2 separate regions of the Mus musculus genome follow, and region 1 is linked to region 2. The links are chromatin contacts, called in public promoter capture Hi-C maps. All regions are on one chromosome and are shown on one strand. The core of a region is the stretch at or near the end of the contact, and the rest is flanking DNA. Distances in the headings are between cores, read along the strand shown. Region 1 overlaps Syt7 (synaptotagmin VII). Region 2 holds the start of Dagla (diacylglycerol lipase, alpha).

Region 1 (6,203 bases), core at 25-2,524, 100 kb before region 2:
CTCTGTCACTGGTACTGATTAGGGCACAGACACTATGAGAAAGGGGGAGAGGGAGAGAGAGGAAGAGGGGGGGGAGAGGGGGAGAGAGAGAGAGAGAGAGAGAGAGAGAGGAAGAGGGAGGGAGGGAATGAGCGAGAGTGAGCGCAGAGTGTTGGGGGTGGTTGGGTCTAGTCTGCCAGCACCTTCCCATCCTGAGCCCACCTCCTCCCACCTGATCCTGCACTAGGCAGTGCTTCCCTCAGCCCCCAGGATGCCGTTCAAGGCAGAAAACCATGAAAGCTGGAATCAGGGCTTCCCACATAAAGCCCCCTTCCAAATGAATGCTGAGCATATGGAAATTGGGGAGGGGCGGCATTTACAAGTAGACTGAGCCTACCAGCCTGGGGTAGGTGATGTGGACATGGAGAAGGGACATTTGGGGTACTTGTGTCACCTCCCTTCTTCCTCTAACCCAATACACACCAGAAAGCCAAGATGTGGTGAGAAAGGAAGACAGAACAACTGAGCCAAACCCTGAAGCCCAAGCAGGCAGGCAAAACCCTGCTGCTTGGCATTCGGTAGAATTTTATGTCCTCTCTTCACTCTGAAAATCCTCCTTCCAGGCCACCCACCTTGGAGCCTGGCAGCTCTCTCCTTGCAAGGGGAAGAGAAAATGAGATGGGTGGGAGAAAAGGAAAAGGAAAAGGGGGGGGAGAGAGCCCAGCATGCCTTTCCAAGGAAAGCTGGATCTTGCCCTCCCCCATGCCCTCCTGGACATCCTCCCTAAGCGTCCTTCAGGAAGCCCACAACACCTTGGGACTCACCTGGGGCAAGAACAAGAGAAAGCCTGAGGGGAACTGTTTTGGAAAGTTACAAGTAACTGAAAATAGGGGCTTAACACAAGCAAGTCTTCTCAACCTTGACTGTAATAAAAACAGATAATGCGTGAGTGAGCTAGGGCGAGCATGCTGGCAGGGGCCGCAGAGGCCGGCTGCATGCAGACAGTTTAGAATTCAGAAGAGGTGCCAAGTGAGTAAACAGCGAATGGAGGATTATCCGGATGGGCCAGGAGCTGGTCCAGCAAGAACTGGATAGGAACACGTCAGGATGCACAACACTCAGACTCCTCCGCAGGGGGTGAGGCCTGCGAGGCAAGCTACAGGGTCTTATCCACACCTTCCCTATTTCTGCTCTCTCTTTGGGCAGACATCATCACGGCCTGGGGAATAACAGCTCACATTTGTACTGTGTGGAACAGTTTGTGGAGTGCTGGACAGCTTACCAAAGGTTTCACATCCATTACCGCACTTAATGGAGGTCAGGAGGGCATCCTCTGTCCAGTAACCTCCTCCCCACACCACAGCCACTCTCACCTCCCACAATTCCTGGCTTAAGGAGGCATGGAATTGCTGTGTGCTGGCCTTCAGCCTCAAAAGAATAGGAAGGGAGACAGGCCATCTGCAGATCACAAAGATCTGCCGAGGCCAGAAGCCACCGGGATCAAGGCCATTCAGGATGGACAGGTTCAAGTGTCAGATCTGTGTAGGGTATCTAGCCAAGTGATCCAGGAACCTGCTGCTCTCTCTGCCCACCTTGTTCCCAAAGCTGATGAGCTGCCTGGGTAGCCATGAAAACGATCACATCCATCAGACAGCAGGAACCCAAGAAAGGAGGAGCTCACAGGAAGGGCCTCTCCAGCAGGAGTGTGGAGCGGGGGCAGGGTCAGGGATGTGTGATGATTAAGTACAAGCCATGACCACTAGTTACTCCTATGAATAATGCATTGTTGTGCCTTGGCCTAAATCAGCATCTTATTGTTATTAATAATACACGGCAGCTCAGAGGCCGGGGCTGAAACGCTACGTTGTATCTCATTGGAGGATCTCAGAGCACTGCACAGTTCTTCAGTACTGATGACTCAGCTCCACCTCCCCAGGCTATAGGCTTCGTTATGGGCCAGGAAGGGCACCTGTCCTCTCTGACTTCCTCCCACCTGAGGCTTGGAGCCACCAAGGCCACAGGAGGACTCACTCATCCATCCTGAATTTCAAATCCTCGGCTAGGGTTTGGGGTGGGGAGTACACTTAATCTTTGCCAGCTCAAGGGCTCTTGAAGAAGCACCTTCCAGAGATGTTTAAGAAGGAAAGAGGTAGTTAGAGAGGGACTCCACACTGCTGGGGATCTGAATCCAGCTCTACTACGCATCAGCTGTGTGACCTTGGGCTACTCACTCACCTCTCTGTTCTCAGCCTTGTCGCTAGACCTTAGGGTGTTTGAGATTCCCTAGTGTGTTATTTCACTATATTACAAGATATCGGTCACAGGGTTAGTGATTTGGAAGACTGAGTGACTCGGTGCTTTGGTGCTGCCCTTGGTACTGAAACAGATGTGGCCCGGATATCCCTGTCCTTGGTGCTGAACACTCCTCTGTCTCAGAACTGTGACCTCCTCTACTCCGCCCCTCTGATTGTTCCTAGAGAGGAAGACGCAAGAGACTAGAACCTTCTCACAATTACAGTGCTGTAGCTTTCTCTTTGTCAGTTCCTTCCTGACCAAACCCCAGCTGAAGCCATGAGAAGACCTCCAGAACTCCTTTTCTTTAGATGGTGTGGTCCCATCGAGTCACAAGTCTCTCCGCCAATACAAAAGACCGCACCCACTTCCCTCTAGGGCAGCCTGCCACACTGCCTCCTGGTGGCAGTCTTGGAACCTGCACTCAGAGCAGGAGCACAGAAGGTCCCCAGTGGTGGTGCAGGAGCACAGGGAAGAAGCGGCAGACGGCTTGGCCCCCGCCGCCCCCTCACCGCTCCCAGGGCAATCTGGCATGCTGAGCTTGCATCATTGCCCAACATAAGCACGCTCCAACTAGTCTGTCCTTGCCTTGGTCTGGTTAGATGCCGTGCTGCCCTGGTCACAATGCAGACTGAACTCAACCAAACTGCACCAAGCAAAACTTGCTATTTCCTCCTCTAGGTGGTGGGTGGTGTTGACTTGACAAACATCAACCTTTCCTCCCACTACGTGGCCAGAAAATGCCTATAATTTGCTTCCCTCGGGGCAGAGGCTCCTTACCTCACAGCCACCTGAAGGAGATGCTTCTCCCAGCCCTTCCCTAGACTAAAGTGAGGAGCTGGGCGGGGCCAGAACCACAAGACACTCCTAGTCTACAGGTGAGAGGAGTGTTCAGCACCAGCTACTTTATGAAGTAGCTGTGTTTGGTGACTCTGAATTGTTTGAAGTTATCCTGGCTGCCTGGAGAAATTCCCCCAAGCACCCAAAACAAAAGGCAGGGATGGGAGCTAGGGGCACAGCTCAGTTGGTAGAGTGCTTGCTTAATATGCACCAGGTCCTAGGTCTGGTTCCCAGCGCATCATAAATGGGGAACAACGGTTTGCACCTGTAATTTGGCATTCAGGATGTGGAGGCTGGAGGATCAGGAGACCAGCTTGGGGATACCTGAAACCCTACTTCAGAATGAACAAACAAAGCAAAGCAGATGAAACCACCATAGACAATACTGAACCACGGCTTCTCTTCATTCAGGGAAGGAGTGAAGTCAATTTACTTTAATTACAGTAAAGCTATCTAGTACCATTCATTGGGCACTTGTTACATGCTAAGCACCGCACTAAGAGCTCTGCAAACATCACATCCTCTAGCCTTACAAACACTCGCAGGAGGAAGCATCATGCTCAGCCTCCTATATGTGAAGAAAGTGGGGCTTAAAGAGCTGGAGCCATCCATCCCCTGAGGTGATGCTGCTGGTGGACAAGAACCCTGTCATGGGAACCTGATCTGTCACCTTTACTCAATCAGCTATCTCCCAGTGTTTCAGAGACCTCACTATCCTTTGGGTATCTGCAGGACCACCCTCCTCGTGCCCCACCCTGGCCTCAGCTGAGAGCCACATGGACATGGGTGAGACAGTAACATCTTGCACTCGGCAGTATGTGTAACCTTACTAAGTGTTGTCATAGCCACTGACTAAACTGAACCTCATGACACTGAGGATGGAGGGCAGGCAGGAGTGACCTGGCTTTGACTTTACAGGGGTCAACACTAATGCTCAGATGAATGAGTAGCTTGCCTTAGGTCACATTTTTAGTCAGAACTTAGTTGAGGGTAGCGAGCCTGCTAGCTCAGTGCTTTCTTCCCACTTGCTCATGGCTGGGGTCCTGGCACACAAGGCAGAAAAATCCTTGGGGGCTTCCGTTCCTAAGAGGCTTTCTGAGGCCCTGACCTGGGCTGCTTTCCCTCTCCCCACTCCCCAGGGGCCACCAGCTGGCTCAGCTTTAAGTTGGAGTCTTGGAGTCTCATTCTAAATGGTTTTTTTTCTTCCAGGCAATTACCTCCTGCTAATTAGGAAGCATGGTTGCCAGTCCCAGGGCCCTGGGCTGACCCCTTTCTCAACCCACAGGAATGAGGGTGTGTAGAGGGAGGGAGTGGCAGCACTAGTCACGAAAATGTCCTGGGTCAGGGCTGCTCAGGGTAGTGGGGGCAGTGGAGGGTCAAGTTGTTTCAAGGACAAGTAAGAAGGGAAGGGAAGATGGTAGTAGCTAGGAGCCGACCCCTGAGTGGCCGTGAGTCAGGAGACCAGAAGCCAGAAGCAGCCTAGACAAACCCATGCAGAGTAATAGAGACCTGTGCAGCTGAAGGGGCCAAGCTATCTGGAGAAACAAGCTATCTGGAGCTACAAGGAAAGGAAGAGAAGGGATGAGACAAAGGAAGGAAAGAAGAAGGGAAGAATCCAAGGAGCAGACACAGAGACAGACATCTCTCCCTTCTTCAGAGAGGAAAAAAAAGTCACCCCACAAAATAGCCAAGATTACAAAAGAGGATGGCAGAGGGAGTCACTGGGAGACTCCAAGAGGGAGAAGGAGAGAAGGAGGGCAGGAAAGAAAGAGAAACCACTGGAAGAAAACCCTAGAGGACTGGAAAATAGGGGAGGCTGGCTTGGAGTGGCAGCTCCCAGAGTCCTAAGAAGGGCTACCTCTACATCATTGTCCTTGAGCCTCCTCAATGTCAGTACGCAGCCAGCTGGACCTGTGTACCCTCCTACTCAGCCACAGGTGTGGGTAGGCACGATGGCAGTCCACCAGCTAGCTCTGGCCCCAGATGTTCCACATTATGGGGACAACCAGCCGATTTTCCTCCAATGCTAACTTGTAGCTCCTTCCAGTGGGCTGAGCCAGGGGACCCTCCGGGTCACAGTAATATGACTGGAGCAGATGGGGCTGTATGCTCCAGTCTATCTGTGTCTCAGCAGTAGGGTCAAAGCACAAAGAGGTAGTGTTTGGCCAAGGTCAAACAGAAAGTGGGCGGGGAAGTGGGGCACAGAGGACTCAAGCGCTAAGTCTCCATGGTAGACAGCAGATGAATGTAGATCTTGACTGTCAGCAAGTCAGGCCTCGATCAAATCCCCGTGGCATGTAGTCCAAGGGAGCAAAGGTAGCCAAGGGATTGAAAGAGAAGTCAAGAAAGGAGGGTTGAGTAGGAAGGTTCTGCATGGGCAACAATGGCAGCTAACATTGCTGAGGACTTACAAGGCAGAGTGTGCCACTTGCTTAACATGTGATGTGTGGGCTCCCACTTGATCCCCATGACAACCCTATCACCCTGTTATAGTGAAGAAACTGAGACTCAGAAGGGCTACTAGTGAAATGGTTCCAACTTGGTGGCCAGCCAGCCATCGTGAGGTCACTAGCCAGAGACCCCTTTGTTGTGGCACTATCTGAGTTCCCAATTCTGAAAATCTAGGCCCAAAATGCCAACGGGGCTGCAGTTTTTCTTGCTGCATAAAAGTGAGCAGGCTCACGAGGTCCCACATTTTAACAAGTCCCCTTTAAGGCACTGTGGCCTAGGTTCTAGTCTTAGCTCAGCCACTCACTTACTGTGTGACTTCAGAAAGATCATTTGCCTTCTCTGAGTCTTGCGGCTCTCACCTGTAACATCTAAGAGTAGGGGCCAGATAACAGTGACAGCTCATGCGTGCATGGTTTACTCACTAAGGAGCCCCCTGAGGTAGAACTGAGATCTCCATTTCATAAACAGGAATGGAAGCACTGCAAGGTTAAGGTCACAAAGCAAATCAGTGCACAGCAGATCTGGGGTATGAGCCCCATTACTTGTACGTCTGTGTGTACAGGTGCCTACACGTATGGGCGGGCACACATACACACATACACACACACACACATACATACACACACACACATACATACACA
Region 2 (5,706 bases), core at 1,816-4,315:
AGGCGATGTCACACTCATTAATTAGTTAATCCACACAGCCCCCTGGGAGGAGGAGCCATGCTATTATCCCCACTGGGACCCAGAGGGAAACTGAGGCCGGAATGAAGATTTGGCATGGAGCTTAGGGAGCACAGCTAGGCAGCTGGACCAGGACCAGTCTATATCTTGCCATTGGTTCTGTTGCCTCATTTCCCCCTCATCCTCCGTTCACAGCCCTGCTGACTGTCTCCAGTGACGCCAAGCTGAACCAGGCGGGAAGGTACTCTGAAGAAAAGCCAAACATGGCCTTGGGACCACACCAGGACAGACAGACCCCAGAGTGTGTGTGTTCAGAGCCAGCCACCCTTTGTGGCTGTTCCTTGCCAAGGGTATCAGAAGTAGGAGTAGAAGGGCTGGGCAGATGGCTCCTTTGGCAACATGCTTAGCAAACATGCGGACTTGAGCTTAGATCCCCAGGATTCATGTAAAATCCAGACAGAAGCCGGGCATGGTGGCCCATGGAGAAGCAGAGGCAGGAAGATCTTTGTGACTTTGATGCCAACTTGGTCTACATAGTGAGTTTCCAGGACAGGCAAGCCTAAATAGAGAGGCTCTGTCTGGAAATGGCCCGGCGCCAGGGAGACAGAGACAGGAGGATTCCTAGTGCTCACTAGCCAGCCAGTCCAGCCAGTCAGTGAGTTAGAGAGTCCTGGTCCAGTGAGAGACAGTGTCTCAAAGAATAAGATAGATAAGGTAGACAGTAACACAAACACACACACACACAGAATGAGACAGACAGACTCCAGAGACCCTATGCACTGCCACTGAAGGCCTTGAAGGATTAAGACTTAGGTCAGCCTGCTAGCCAAATGAGACATGGCCAGAAGGCAAAGAGGACTAAGGAGTCAGAGGTAGGAAGTCATGGACTCCTTCCAGGAGTTCAAAAGCAGCTGCAAAAATAATGCCTGCAGCCTCTACCTGTGCTTCCTTGTTCCTCAGTCACATTGCTGAATTCTAAATAATTAACTAATTCCTTTTGTCTGTTTGGGGGTTGGTGATTGCACCCGGGATCTCATGTATGCTCAAAATAGAGCATTAGATGTTTAGTGTCTGATGGGAATGATCAAGATTGAAATCGCTTTTTCTTACCTTTCCCTTTCCCCTTTCCCCTAGTTTCACAATGACAATTTCCCAAACTTTCACATGCACAGAGATCCCCTGAGGGTTTTGTAATCAAGCTAAGATCTTGGGTCTGAGGCTCGGAATTTCTAGTAAGCTTCCCTACGGCATGTCCTTGTCCGTGTCACATACCTAGCTGAAAGAGTTCAGAGATTATGTTAGTAGCAGTGAATAATCCTGGTGTGGGATGCCCTACATGGGGCTCACTGATGCAGCTGACCAAGAACAGGACATCACCTTGAGAATCCCAGTAGTATTAGCCTCCCACATTATAGAACTGGTCAGAACTGGTTTGTCGAGGATTGGATACATGGGGATGATGATGATGGTGATGGTGGTGATGATGATGGTGTGTGTGTGTGTGTGAGTGTGTGTGCGAGTGTGTGTGTGTGTGTGTGTGTGTGTGTGGAACTTGTGTAGTTTTCTATGTGCCGGACAGCTAAGGGGTAGACTGTAGTAGACTATTTAGGGATGGCCACGTGGGCATGCTTTCTCCATTAGGAACTTTGGTGAGTAAGGAAAAGAGCTGATTTTGCAGAGTCCTTTCTGCCTGGCATCAGTTGATCTACCATGGTTCACAGGACCAATATAATTCTTTCTTCCAGGTGTCTGGGACTTTGAAGCAAGAGATATTATCTCCAACTGTGTGGTTTGAATGGACCATGACAATCTAGAGATAACGTCCCTGAACCCAGGCCTCCCCAGATTTCTGAACTTCCTGAGACATCGGGAGCTCCTCTCCAGGAATTCTTGAAGTGCTCATATTTGTTCCCCAAATCCATTTTCTTTACCTAAGCCAGAGCTTATCTTTGCAATAACCGTAGATGCTACCGAATTGCCTGGCGAGGGGCTGAACTCTGCAACGAGGAGAAGTCTGTCCCGGATGCAGGGTTTCACTTTCAGTCAGATGTCCACCTATGTCCTCCAGGCCTACAGAACAAGTCAATCATCCTGACGTCATTCTCAGAATGACGTCTGAGCCCAGGAAACATTTCACACGCTTGCTTTCTGCGTTACTTTCCTTTCGACCTCTCATATCTTTCTGCTCGACTTTGGAGACTTAACTGATTGCATCATCATGACCGCTAGATCCAATCTTACCTATGACCCCCTGTGCAGCTGCAGCTCTTAGCTTAGCCCCCATGTGACCTGATATCTCTAAGGGCAAGCCTGCTCCCACCCACTCCCCAGACTCAACCCAGAACACCAGCATAGCTGTGTCCCTGCCAAAAAGCAGCTTTCAGGAAGGCGAGTTGAGCGACTTGCGCATGAATGGATGGGCGTGTGTGAAGGAGAACAGGAGGGGCGATTTTCTTCATTTATCAGAAAATCAAAATTGATCAAACTCCCCTTTTGCTGTCAGGCACTATGCTGGGTGTTGAGGAGGGTGAGAGTAGGGGGGAAGAGGAGGACATAGATAAAGATGTGTCCCAACTCCTCAAGACGCTGCTAGGTCCCCTGAAGGAGGTGGAACCCATCTCTCTCCTTTCCTCCCCCAAACAAACCAGTTCTCCGGTGATCCTACTTGCTATTTTTCATCTCCCACGCTAAACCCTGTCACGCGGGACCTGAAGGAGGGGAACCCAAGCAGCTACCGTGCCCCTGTTCAGTGCCCACGGTCCAACCCCTTTCGTCTGCCCACGGAACCCCCGTGGAGGCCTCAGCCCCGCGCCCACCGCCCCCACGCGCGGGGATCCAGGGCTCCACCACCTCGGGCCTGCGCGCCTCTCCCCTCCCTGGCGCTAGGGGGCGCTGCCGCCCCACGGCCGTCGCCATGGTCACCGCTGGCGGCGGAGTGGGGTTTACGTAAAGGACGCAGCGTCCCCCGGGGGGCGGAGGCGGCCTTCGCGCCGGCGCCGGCGCCCTGCGGAAGCAACGTTAGTGAATAGGGGCCTTGGGGAGCCCAGGATGGAGGTGGCGGTCGCAGTGGCCGCGGCGGGCCGAGCCCTGCGGCGGGCCGGAGGTAAGGGGGCCCGGGCCGAGTCCCGGGCGCAGGAGCTCTGCGAGCGGCGTGGCGGGCTGGGCAATGTCCACTGCGCGCGGTGGCCGGTCCGACAGGTCCGCGGGCGGAGGTGCGGCTGCCACGCGCGCTCGTGGCAGGTGTGAGGTCCGCGGAGCCCCGGGCCACCGGCGTGGGGATGGTGACACGCATGGCACGGGCGTGGGCAACGTGGATACAGCACGGGCAGCGTGATTTTTCCTGGCGAGGGTGTCAGAAGACTCACCCCCGCCTTGGTGTAGCGGTGGCCGCCCAGGTGTGAGGAGGGTGCACCCTCTGTACAGGAGGGCGATGCACGCAGCTGGTGCTGGTGGGTGGCCAGCTGATGCTGGGCCGTGATGGTGCGGTGGGCATGGGTGTGAGAAAGTGCTGCCATTGCTTGGATGTTGGTTGGCATGGTTCTGGCCTTGGGCTTGACATGGTTTGGAGTGATGGTCCTGGGGGCTTAAAGAATCAATGTCCTGGGCATGACTAGTGGCTCCGGCCCTGCTGTGAGAAATGGCCTTGGCTTAGCGCAGTGCCCTGGAATGACTAATACTGTGAGGGAAGACAGGTGGCCCTCAGACCCTGGTAAATAAGAGGGTAAATACCCACCCTTACAGGGAGATCAGTAGGGGCGACGTCTCTGTCATGGGGCTCAGCATTAATGCCTGTTGGTGTGCTGGCCTTGGGGCAGAAGGCTGGAAGAAGGTTGGTGTTTTTTATGATGGATGAGAATAAGAGACACCATGTGTCTACCATGAGGTTCTTGGTTGCTGTCCCAGGTAGAGCTCTGCTCAGTTATGAACCTTTACCTGGCTCATGAGTCCTCCCCCATTTGGAGGAAGATGGGAGGAATAGGTGGTTCTCACTGGTGGTCCTTGTTTCTGATTATAGGAGACTCAGAAGGGTATAGAGAAGTAGCCCAGGCTACGTCGTCCCTGGGCCCTTCCTTTCACTTGGTTGATGGCGGTGCTACTGGGTTTCTGGGAATTGTATCTTTTGGGCTGCGTGGAAGATGGTTCTGTGGCTACTGGGAGTGTTTGGAGATTGCATATATCCTAACTAGTCTTCTGAGAAGCTTTGGAGAAGGTCCCCCATCTCTCTATCTCTTTCCTTCCCTCCCTCCCTCTATCTCTCCCCCCTCCCAGCCCCCATCTCCTTCCTCCTCTCATTGCCACATGATGTCCCACTTCACAGAGCATCAGTGGGCAGACCCCTAGAGACGTTGAAGACTTCAGGGTGTTATGGGTTTCTTGGGGGGGAAGGCACAGAAGTAGAAGCAAAGAGCTGAGCTTTGCATGAGAAGGGTGTTTCTTTGCCAACATGGGTGCTTGGAGAAGCCTCCCTCCTTTGAGGGAACTGAGTTAAGTTCCCTAAAGCTGACATGTTGTCCACTGTCTTTAGAGCCAGATAACTTGAATTCCAGTCTTTGGCTGTGTGACCTTGAGCTGGTGTTGTTACCTTTAAGAGTCACTTCACACAGTGATCCCAGTGGTCCCAGAATGAAGGAGACTGTGCGTGGAGAATTCTATAAGCAGCAAGAGGCTATACGAAGGTCAGGGATTTCCATCAGGGCAAGAGACACAAGGTGGTTGGGAATAGAGGCATGGAATGTGACTGGGGAGGAAGGGAGACATAGGTTGAGGGTTTGTCATGGGAAATTAGAAACCCAGAGGATATATGCTCCTGGTGGGGGGATGTGGGATCTGTTGACACTGTGAGTCAGCTACTGAGCTGGAACCAGGCCCCGGGTCTCCCGAGGACGGTTCTAGTTCTGGACTTGGCCATGGCAAGTGTGGAGTTCTGCTGGAGTGGCCCACACAGGAGGAAGCTCTTTGCTTGGGCTGCACACACACCTCATTATCTGGGAAGGTCTGGGAGGTGTCTGTGGCTGACAGATCTAGGGTATCTGTGTGGGAGGGAGACTTGGAAAGTGTATTTTCTCTTGAGAATTTCCCTTGGTTCTGAGAATGGGAGTGGGGAGCTGTCACGTCAGCATTCTGGAGACCATGGCCTAAAGAAAGTGAACTGGGTCAGGGTTCCTACCAAGTGGTCCTGTAGGGGAGGCTGGGGCTGTAGGGCAGGGGGATAGGGGACAATGAATCCTTTAGACACATGGAGGAGGGAAAGAGTCAATGAGCATCCTTAAGGGTGTATCCCAAGGCTGGATAAATATGGTGAGAAGTCCCAAGATGTGCTTCAACTTCTGGCTGAACACTCTTTCCAGGTGGGGAAGGTGAGGGGAACTGTAAATTGCTCTATTTTGGGCCTTTATCTCTAGCATCCTTGTGAGTGTCCGCCATGACCACGAACTCACTGCAAAAGCTTGTTTCCTGAGGTACAAAGTTTTCTGCTCATGTGTTTCGCCGCAGTGTTGAACAGTAGGTAAAAAGTGTGGTGAGCTGACGTTTCCATGCTGTCCCATAGCTGCCACTTAGGCATAGCCTGGTGTGGTGAGTGTTTTCTTGGCAGTTCCCAGGTTGGCGTGAGGGGTGGCCCTGGCTATCTGCATGTTTCCTGAGGAGCCTTTCTACCTCCGGGGAGATAGTGCTTGGCACTTCACCTCC

Evidence for each region. Promoter capture Hi-C pulls out the DNA fragments that hold promoters and counts their contacts.
Region 1: a contact with region 2 is called in a promoter capture Hi-C map of hippocampal neurons, with 2.1 times the contacts expected there. A contact is called at or near these places in 18 of 39 promoter capture datasets (the 3T3-L1 cell line, the C10 cell line, the HPC-7 cell line and 10 more), 1 of 484 Hi-C or Micro-C datasets (cerebral cortex), 4 of 130 datasets of targeted methods (SST interneurons, bone marrow-derived macrophages, embryonic stem cells and 1 more) and 3 of 9 other capture datasets (adipose tissue, liver and pancreatic islet).

What each region holds. Positions count from the first base shown.
Region 1 is chr19:10,399,477-10,405,679 of GRCm38.p6, reverse strand. The region is part of intron 1 of Syt7 (synaptotagmin VII); the gene reads right to left. Among named protein-coding and RNA genes, the nearest start is that of Syt7, 14 kb to the right of the region's middle.
Region 2 is chr19:10,302,236-10,307,941 of GRCm38.p6, reverse strand. Dagla (diacylglycerol lipase, alpha) reads left to right here and starts at 3,065. Exons shown (of 20, transcript NM_198114.2): 1 at 3,065-3,121.